Linked DNA regions of Pan troglodytes: region 2 is linked to region 1. Evidence: chromatin contacts called from public HiChIP or PLAC-seq data. All regions are on one chromosome and are shown on one strand. Each heading gives the region's core, a stretch centred on a gene start, on an enhancer-like site or on the middle of the called end of the contact. The rest is flanking DNA. Distances are from core to core; before and after follow the strand shown.

Region 1 (5,039 bases), core at 117-2,616:
AAGCCAGGAGAGAGAAAAAGTTATTAAAGGGAAAAACACTTATCCTAATTTGCCCTCAGGAAAACCCAACTAGGAAGAAAAATAAGGAATCTGGGGAACTAACCCACCTTTCTTCCTCAGTTCCTCTAATACAATCTGGATCGACTCCACAGGAAGCTTTCCTGGTTTAAGGTTAAGGGAATGGCATACACATGAGTTGGGTAGGATAAAAATTTTCAGAGCCAGTCCCATGTTGAGAAACACCTGCCCCTTCCTCTCCCACACACATATGTGTGCAATTTCCCAACATGATATGAATTGGCACTTCCTGGATATTCAAAGGAGGAAGGTAAAGAGAAACTCTTCCAATTAAAAGGAGCGTTATGTGATTGTGCCACTGCATTCCAGCCTGAGCAAGAGAGGAAGACCCTGTCTCCAAAAAAAAAAAAAAAGAAAAGAAAGAAAGAAGCTTTAGAAAATGAAAGGTACTGTCATTCCTCACCCTCTGTCTGTTGCCTTCCTTCAGCCTTTCTCCACAGATATTTTAGGGATGAATCAGGCAGCAAAAACAAATGACCCTTACTTCCTGGCAGGAGGGGGGCAGAGAAAATAATTAAAGGTAGTTACCCAAGTCTGGGCCTCACACAGAAATGGATGGAAGATACAAATAGTCAAAAGGGTTTAGGTTAAAAAACTTGGAACTTGGCTTCAGGGCAGAAATTCTAAGACCTTAATGACATCCGAGCAGTCATCACTGCCAAGAACAAGAGGGTATGGTACTGCATTTGCCGGGGGAAAATGTCAGCTACACATTTTCACTCTTTAAGTCCAGTTTGGGTGGGAATCTGCCTACCATGGGTAAAAGGGGGCTGGCGCGGGGGTGCGTCTGGGCATGTGTGAAAGCGCAGAAGTGCATGTGTATGGGCTGTGGAAGAGCCTGAGGGAGGATACGCTGTAGCTTGACGTTGTTGAAGAGCGGGCTCTCCTGAGCTTCCATCACCGTCATGCTGGACTGTTTGTGCAGGCGGCAGAAGGACAGGACCAGCGAGCACCAGGCGGCCAGCTGCTTCTGCCGAGTGTCCACATTCGGTTGTAACCTGCCGGGTGAAGGGAGTGGGGCGCAGAATTAGAGGGCGGGAGGCAGCACTTGCCCGGGACGCATTTCAGGAAGAAAGTAAGGGACTGAGGGTGTTGGCGGACGGGTCTTTTCTCCCCCTCCCCATATGAAGCATCAGGGCTGAGCCCAGGGTCCGGGGGAGGGGAGGGAGGCACAGCGGGGCTTCTTGGGGTCTGAGCCTCACGTAAAGAAGGGTGGGAAGCGATACTGCCACGGCCACTCGAAACTCATCGCCATCGTAGTAGCCCAGGAAACCCGGAAGCTACCGGCTAAGGACTTCCGGCCTTCGCTTCCGCACGTTCGGGCAGAAGGCGATGCAGAAAGGTTCCGGACGCCTTTCTGGAAAGAGAGAGACCGGCAGGAGGAGTCCTCGTCATCAGCCAGTCCCTCGCTGTTATCCTAAAAAGCCCTATCTTTTGGAGCAGGAAGAGTCCTGGGAAGTCTTCTGGTTCAACCCCAGAGAAAGGTCATGTCTTCCCCAAAGCGGCGAATTTTTGTTGCTGAAGTAGAACGGCAAATAAAGCCCAGATCTCCAGATCCCAGCCTACCTTTGTTTCCTCTATACTAGGCTTCTTTTAATATTAACATTTCTGTGAATTGCCATTTAATTTGATCAACTCACAATTACCCAAACTCAATTCCAGTGTCCTTTGTTTTATTTTTAATTTTTTATTTATTTATCTGTTTATTTATTTTTGAGAATGGTCTCCCTTTGTTGCCCAGGCTGGAATACAGTGGCACAATCACAGCTCACTGCAGCCTCTACCTCCTGAGATCTGGCGATCGTCCGGCTTCAGCCTCCTGAGTAGCTGGGACTACAGGTGCACACCACCGCACCCAGTTATTAAATACATTTTGTTGTTGTTTTGGTACAGATGGGCGTCTCACCAAACTCCTGGGCTCAAGTGATCCTCCTGCCTCGACCTCCCAAAGTGCTGGGACTACAGGAGTGAGTTAACGCTCCCAGCAACCCGGCTAATATTTTCTAGAGATGGGCACTCACTATGTTGGCCCAGGTTGGTCTCAAACTCCTGGGCTCAAGCGATCTCCAGACCTCAGCCTCCCAAAGGGATAACAGGTGACCAACCCGGCCCTCCAATTTCCTTTGACTTCACCATTCCTCAGGCTCCTGCAGCACCCATGGGAGCACACTTTGTAGCTTGAATCACTAGAGACAGCCCTACTTCCATGATTCAGAGCTGCAGGCTTTGACCACAACCACCCATCTCTCACCTCTGCCATGACCTCGCCTTTCTTGTCTCAAGACCTAGGACCCCTTTTGGTTTTATCAGACTCCTTACCCAGCCTAAACTACTCAATTCTGTCCCCTTACCTACCTACCTACCTACAGGTCGGTTCCCAAACCAATGATCGTTGCTCCATTTCCCCCACCTCTTTTTTTCACTCCTGGGCTCTGGAGTATTGCTGGAAGAAAAATAACCAGAACATGTTTGCCAAGCCCTAGATTCCCTGACTAGCCTCACTACCGGGCTCTAAGGGCAGCTCCGTGATCCTTTGTCTTTTATTGACTCCGTCACCCTCAAGATAACTATTCAAACTTTTCCACATTCATCAAGCCACTCCACCTGTCCCCATCTCTCTGCTCTCTGCAGAACGCCTTTCATTCCTGCTTTATGAGATTGAGGCCATGCATGTGAACCCTTTAAGTTTTCCCTCTGTCTGTCTCTATACTTGATTCATCGCTCAAAAATTTCTCTCCACTTTTACTCCTTCTTTTTTTTTCTTTTTTTTTTTTTTGAGACGGAGTCTCGCACTGTTGCCGGGTTGGAGTGCAGTGGCTTGATCTCGGCTCACTGCAACCTCTGCCTCCCTGGTTCAAGCGATTCTCCTGCCTCAGCCTCCCTAGAAGCTGGGATTACAGGCATGAGCTACCACACCCAGCTAATTTTTGTATTTTTAGTAGAGACGGGGTTTCACCATGTTGGTCAGGCTGGTCTCAAACTCCTGACCTCAAGTGATCCGCCCACCTCGGCCTCCCAAAGTGCTGGGATTACCAACCGCATCCAGCCTACTCCTTCCTTTTGGACTCAGAAGAAGTGTTGCACCCTTTGGCATATGTTCTTGCCTCCCCTTTTCAACTTCCTCCAGGACTTCTCTATCATCTTCCCTCTCGCCCTTGCCCTTAGCTCCTCTCCCATATACTATAAATATGCACAGGCCTGCCTTAATTAAAAATATGTAATCCCTTGGCCAGGCTTGGTGGCTCACGCCTGTAATCTCAGCACTTTGGGAGGCCGAGGCAGGCGGATCACGTGAAGTCAGGAGTTGTTCAAGATCAGCCTGGCCAGCATGGTGAAACCCCATCTCTACTAAAAAATACAAAAAAATAGCCGGGCGTGGTGGTGGGCACCTGTAATCCCAGCTACTTGGGAGGCAGAGGCAGGAGAATCGCTTGAACCCGGGAGGCGGAGGTTGCGGTGAGCCGAGATTGCGCCATTGCACTCCAGCCTGGGCGACAAGAGCGAAACTCCATCTCAAAAAATAATAATAATAATTATATATATATATATTTTTTAGACGGAGTTTCGCTCTTGTCACCAAGGCTGGAGTGCAATGGCATGATCTCGGCTCACCGCAACCTCTGCTTCCCAGGTTCAAGCAATTCTGCCTCAGCCTCCCAAGTAGCTGGGACTACAGGCGTGCGTCACCACACCCAGCTAATTTTTGTATTTTTACTAGAGATGGAGTTTTACCATCTTGGCCAGGCTGGTATCGAACTCCTGACCTCATGATCCACCCGCCTCGGCCTCCCAAAGTGCTGGGATTACAGGCGTGAGCCACTGCACCTGGCCCAATAATAATGATATTTACATCCCTTGGTATCATAGCAAGACTCCATCTATACAAAAAATTTTAAAAATTAGCCAGGCATGGTGACACATGCCTGTAGTCCCTACACTTTGGGAGGCTGAGACAGGAGGATTGTTTGACCCCAGGAGTTTGAGGCTGCAGTGTGGTATGATCGCACCACTGCACTCCAGCCTGGATGACAGAGCAAGACCCTTTCTCTTAAAGAAAAAAAAAGTACAGGCTGGGCGTGGTGGCTCACACTTGTAATCCCAGCACTTTGGGAAGCTGAGGCGGGCGGATCACTTGAGATCAGGAGTTGGAGAGCAGCCTGGGCAACATGGTGAAACCCTGTCTTTACTAAAAATACAAAAATTAGCTGGATGTGTTGGTGCACATGCCTGTAATCCCAGCTATACAGGAGGCTGAGGCACAAGAATTGCTTAAACCCAAAAGGTAGAAGTTGCAGTGCCTAGATCACACCACTGCACTCCAGCCTGGGAGACAGAACAAGACTCTGTATCAAATAAATAAATAAATAAATAAGTACAAACCTTGACCTTGTCATCATCTGATCTCAATTTTCTGTCTGATTTCCAACCTTTCCCTCACCCAAATCCTTCACGCGCACAGTTCCTGTGACCTTAGTTTCTGGGTAAAAGAAAAAAAAAGAAAAGGCCAGCTGCAGTGGCTCACGCCTGTAATCTCAGCACTGTGGGAGGCCGAGGTGGGCGGATCACTTGAGGTCAGGAGTTCAAGACCAGCCTGGCCAACATGGTGAAACCTCGTCTCTACAAAAAATACAAAAAATTAGCCAGGCATGGTGGTGCACGCCTGTAATCCCAGCTACTCGGGTGGCTGAGGCTGGAGAATTGCTGGAACACAGGAGGCTGAGGTTGCAGGGAGCTTAATCGCGCCACTGCACTCCAGCCTGGGTGACAGAGTGAGACTCCGTCTCAAAAAAACAAAAAGAAATAAAAAAAAAAATAAGTAAAAACACTGTGCACTGTACTTAGTCCACAGAATGACCAACAAATATTTGTTAAATGGATGAATGAATGAACCATTCAGTTGATAATACCTTCTCAAAGCTCACTATTTCCTTTGACTTTATGGCACTCCTTTTTTTTGAGAT
Region 2 (4,981 bases), core at 403-2,902, 190 kb after region 1:
TCCACTGTGAACTGAGGAGGGGAGGGGTGTGCTGGGGAATAAATCTTGTATGAGAACAATCTTTAAGAGACTGATGCTGAATGGTGTCCTACCCTTGATAGGTCTTCTCTTGTAAATCTGAGTTCTGATTAATTTGAAGTGATAGCCTTAAAAGAGGAAGCCCAGGTATGAGGGACCCACCAGCCCACCCCTATTTTTACTTCGTGATGGCCAGAACATCACCATAGTATGAGGCTACTTTCCTTCTTGTGAGAGCCCCACCATCAGTATAACTGGCACTCTTGGCTAGTACTTAGCCTGTATTTCCTTCATTTCTAATTTCTTTTTTTTTTTTTCTGAGACGGAGTCTTGGTCTGTCGCCCAGGCTGGAGTGCAGTGGTGCGATCTCTCACTGCAAGCTCCGCCTCCCGGGTTCACGCCATTCTCCTGCCTCAGCCTCCCGAGTAGCTGGGACTACAGGCGCCCGCCACTACGCCTGGCTAATTTTTTGTATTTTTAGTAGAGATGGGGTTTTCACAGTGTTAGCCAGGATGGTCTCGATCTCCTGACCTCGTGATCCGCCCGCCTTGGCCTCCCAAAGTGCTGGGATTGCAGGCGTGAGCCACCGCGCTCGGCCCTTTCATTTCTAATTCTTAATATTGTCTCCTAAACGTGCAGAGACAAGCACATGTTTTAAAGGCTAAGGAGGTTGTAGGTAGCAGAAGGCTTTAAAAAGTAGCACCTTACTCCACTGGATGGTTTGAGCTGCAGGGACAGCTGCTCTTTGGCCTTCAGCTCACCTCAGAAACTAGAAATATTTATTTCAGGCTCTGTCCCATTGGCCACTGTGGTCAGGGGTGGAAAGCACCTGCCAGGTGTTGCCCTGAGATTGTCTGGGCTAACAAACTTTTCCACAAGCTTTGTGGTTGAACAGTAGCCCCCTCCTAACCCTATCGTTCCTTGGCGTCCAAACTACAGTAGGTGTCGAGTGCCCCCTGGGTGCGAACCTCGGTATTAGGCAAATAAGGGTGGTTGCTCTCCAAGGCGCTTAGCTGTCCCCCCTTCCCACTTTTTTTTTGTTGTTGTTCGAGACTGCGTCTCGCTCTGTCGCCAGGATGGGGTGCAGTGGCGCGCTCATAGTGGCTCACTGCAGCCTCGATGTCCGGGGCTCTGGTGACCCTCCCACCTCAGCCTCCAGAGTAGCTGGGACCACAGAAGCGCGCCACCACGTTTAATTTTTTGTACTTTATTTGCAGAGATGGGGTTTCATGTTGCCCAGACTGGTATCGAATTCCTGGGCTCAAACGATCCGCCCGCCTCAGCCTCCCAAAGTGATAGGATTGCAGGGGTGACATGCCACTGCGCCCGACCAAGGCGCTTAGCTTTCTATTGTTTTCACAACCACTTTCCTACTACTATCTACTGTTCCTATTTTACAAATGACAAAACTAACCGACAAAAGAGCACTGGACCGTGGGACCAGAGCACGTCCCTGTGGGGTAACCTTGAGCTGGTCGCTTGCCCAGGGCGGCAGCGGATGTCTGAAGCGTCTTCCAGTCCCAACATTAGACCTAACTCAAGGTCACCAGCGCTCAGCTGCGGCTGGAACTGGGTCTCGAAACTTGAAGGCCTTCTCTGCTACAGCCTTCGTTCCCGGGAGCAGAAAGAGGAAGTTTCTTAGCCGTGGGCACGCCGGCGCCTTCGCAGAGGCCCATGGCTTGAGGTCCGGCCCGGATGCGCAAGTTCCGACCTGAAATGAACTATGGAGTCCGGGAGGGGTCGCTTTGCCCCTCCGGAAGGCTTCCCCTTCAGCCAATCACCGTTCGAGGCCCGCCCCCGTCGCCGGAAGGAGCCGTCGCCCCGAGCAACTACAACGTCCGGCTTTCTGAGTTGGGTGGCGGGAAAGGCGATGAGTAAAGGCCGGGCAGAAGCTGCGGCGGGAGGTAACGGCGGCGTGGGCGCGGGGAAGACCCGGGAGGGCAGTGGGTGAGGAGGTCGGTTGAGTGGCCCCCTCCCCTGCCTTTCTCTCCGTAGCCGCCGGGATCCTCCTGAGGTACCTGCAGGAGCAGAACCGGCCCTACAGCTCCCAGGATGTGTTCGGGAACCTACAGCGGGAACACGGATTGGGCAAGGCGGTGAGGACCTTCTCCCGGGATTCCCTCTCCGTCGGACTCCCTGGATTCAGGCTGGGGTCGTGCCCTTTGGAGCCTTGGGCGTTTTCCACATCACTGGCTGGATTTCCCCAGACCCAGGCTCAGACTCCTCTGATTGCTCCTCTCTCCTCTGCCAGGTGGTGGTGAAGACGCTGGAGCAGCTGGCGCAACAAGGCAAGATCAAAGAGAAGATGTACGGCAAGCAGAAGATCTATTTTGCGGATCAGGTGAGGAGAACCTGCGCCGATTGTCACCCATGAGAGCCCGACAACGGGTGAATCTACTCCTAGTGTGAACTCTTTGGGGACAAGGCCCCCCATGGAAAACTCACCTGTCTTAGGCCACCATCCTTAAATCAAGGTGTGTACTCCTCTTGTTAGGATCCCAACTTCACGAGGTTTCCAGATTTACAATATGATGGATGACAGAAGATTCTGTATTGTTGCTACCAAGATCCATTTCCGCTCCAAAGCTCTTATTCCTTATCATCTACATTAGCAACACCCTCTGCCAAATGATGTTCCTCCTGCCTCCATCCGATTCTCTAAACACACATATCAAATTTATATTCTCCAGCCCAGACCTCCAGCTGGAATCTGTCAGGCATTAATATCAGAGTCAAAATTGCCACAGTAGAATGCCTCATCTTCCCCCCACCCCGGACTGGTTTCTTTCTAACATTCTCCTCCCCTAATGGAATTACTCTTCACCCAAACCAGAAACTTGGGAGCAATTCTTGACTTCCTTTACTAGTCAACCATCAAGTCCAGCTGATTTTTCCGTTTTTTATTTTTTTTATTTTTTTTATTTTTATAGAGATGGGTCTTACTGTGCTGCCCAGGTTGGTCCCAACTCCTGGGCTCAAGTGATCCTCCTGTCTTGGCCTCCCAAAGTGCTGGGAGGACAGGCGTGAACCACAGAGACTGGCTGATTTTTCCATTCTTGAATCCACTCTCCTTTCCATCTGCCATGGTTGCTCTAGTTCACGCCCTCTTTATTTGTTGCAGTATCCTCCTAACAGATCTTGGCTCTTCAAACATATCTTAAACTCTTAAACATTGCAGTCAGAATGATCTGTCTAAATACATCTGGTCATGCACCTTCCCTATTTAAAACTCTTCAATGGCTCTCTAGTGCTGCAAAAAACATGTAAAAGGCACCGGAAGACGCCCCAGCCAGCCTCTGGCCTCACCAATCCTCATTATTTTTCTATCCACGAACACTAGATAATTCTGATGTGTTTTACTGCTCTGTCCTTTGCATGTTGTCTTCCCTGTACCTGCTTCTCTTCCTGGCCAGCTCTTTCTTTCCTTGAGGATTTCACTTAGACATCACCTTTTCCAGAAATCTTCCTTGAATGCTCCGAGCTACCTGTTTCTTTTTCAGGCCCTTACCATTTTTGTTATTGTTGTTGTTGTTGTTGAGACGGAGTCTCGCTCTGTCACCCAGGCTGGAGTGCAGTGGCACAATCTCGGCTCACTATAAGCTCCACCTCCTGGGTTCACGCCATTCCCCCGCCTCAGCCTCCCAGAGTAGCTGGGACTACAGGCACCCGCCACGAAGTCTAATTTTTTTTTTTTTTTTTTTTGGTATTTTTAGTAGAGATGGGGTTTCATCGTGTTAGCCAGGATGGTCTTGATCTCCTGACCTCGTGATCCACCCGCCTCGGCCTCCCAAAGTGCTGGGATTACAGGCATGAGCCACTGTGCCCAGCCTGGCCCTTACCTCTTTTGAGGCATGCTGTATTACAATTATTTTTACTTGTCTCCTTTATTCAACTGAAGTTCCTCTAGGGCAGACCCCATTTCTCAATTCATTTTTATCTGATCAGCACCTCCGCAGTATCTAACATCCAGCAGATATTACTCGTTAAACTGAACCAAACCACTTTTAAGGCTGACTTTCCTAAAACAGGCTGCATTGTGTTACTCATCTAAAGATAATTCTCTAAAGGAGGGTTTGGCAAACTTTTTCTGCAAATGGCCAGACAGTATTTTTAGGATTTGTGGGCCATATGTATCTCTTGTCATGGCTGGCTGTACAACTGCCACAACTACTCACCTCTGCCACTGTAGAACAGAAGCAGCTGTAGACTATGTAAATGAACGGGTGGGGCTGTTTCAATAAAATTTTGTTTTCAAAAACATGCATCTGGCAGGATTTGGCTTGCTGGCCATAGTTTGCTGGCCTCTGCCCTATAGGTTCACCTTGCCCAAGTGTAGAGTCCAGACTGCACTGGCTGGCATACTTTTTCAACCTGCTCCCCATCACCAACTGATGTGACCTCCCCCACCCCCACACTGATCCCCAGTGCAGTTCTTTTCTAGCAATGGCCCCTCATGAGAGAAGCTCCTCAGACTTACTGGAATCCCTTATCTACATGGATCCCAAGACCCAGCATAGTGGCTCATGCATGTAATCCCAGCACTTTGGGAGGCTGAGGCGGATGGATCACTTGAGCCCAGGAGTTTGAGACCAGCCTGGGCAACGTGGTGAAACCCCTTCTCTACTAAAAATACAAAAATTAGCTGCGCTTGGTGGTGCGCGCCTGTAATCCCAGCTACTCAGGAGGCTGAGGCATGAGAATCGCTTGAAGCCAGGAGGCGGAGGTTGCAGTCAGCCAAGATTGCACCACTGCACTCTGGCCTGGGCGACAGAGAAAGAAAGAGAGGAAAAGAGGGAAGGAAGGGAGAAAGAGAAAGAGAGAGGGAAAGGGAGGGGAAAGGAGGGAGGGAGGAAAAAGGAAGGAAGGAGGGAGAGAGGAAGGTGGAAAGAAGGATGGGAAGAAAGGACAGGAAGGAAGAAGAAAAGAAGTCCATCCATCCCATCCATCATGCTTCTTCACCTGT

Evidence for each region. HiChIP or PLAC-seq counts read pairs in DNA pulled down with a chosen protein or histone mark.
Region 2: an H3K4me3 HiChIP or PLAC-seq map of stem cell-derived excitatory neurons shows a contact between it and region 1, with 2.5 times the contacts expected there. The contact joins the promoter of PSMC3IP here to the promoter of VPS25 in region 1. A contact is called at or near these places in 1 of 7 Hi-C or Micro-C datasets (stem cell-derived neural progenitor cells) and 1 of 1 datasets of contacts at active chromatin or transcription factors (stem cell-derived excitatory neurons).

The regions. Positions count from the first base shown.
Region 1 is chr19:25,371,584-25,376,622 of NHGRI_mPanTro3-v2.0_pri, forward strand. VPS25 (vacuolar protein sorting 25 homolog) reads right to left here and starts at 1,367. Exons shown (of 6, transcript NM_001252014.3): 1 at 1,281-1,367; 2 at 931-1,076; 3 at 108-161. The coding sequence starts at 1,333.
Region 2 is chr19:25,564,710-25,569,690 of NHGRI_mPanTro3-v2.0_pri, forward strand. PSMC3IP (PSMC3 interacting protein) reads left to right here and starts at 1,653. Exons shown (of 8, transcript XM_001164255.8): 1 at 1,653-1,922; 2 at 2,014-2,114; 3 at 2,270-2,359. The coding sequence starts at 1,742. It overlaps RETREG3 (reticulophagy regulator family member 3), which reads left to right. Exons shown (of 9, transcript XM_001162621.7): 9 at 1-59.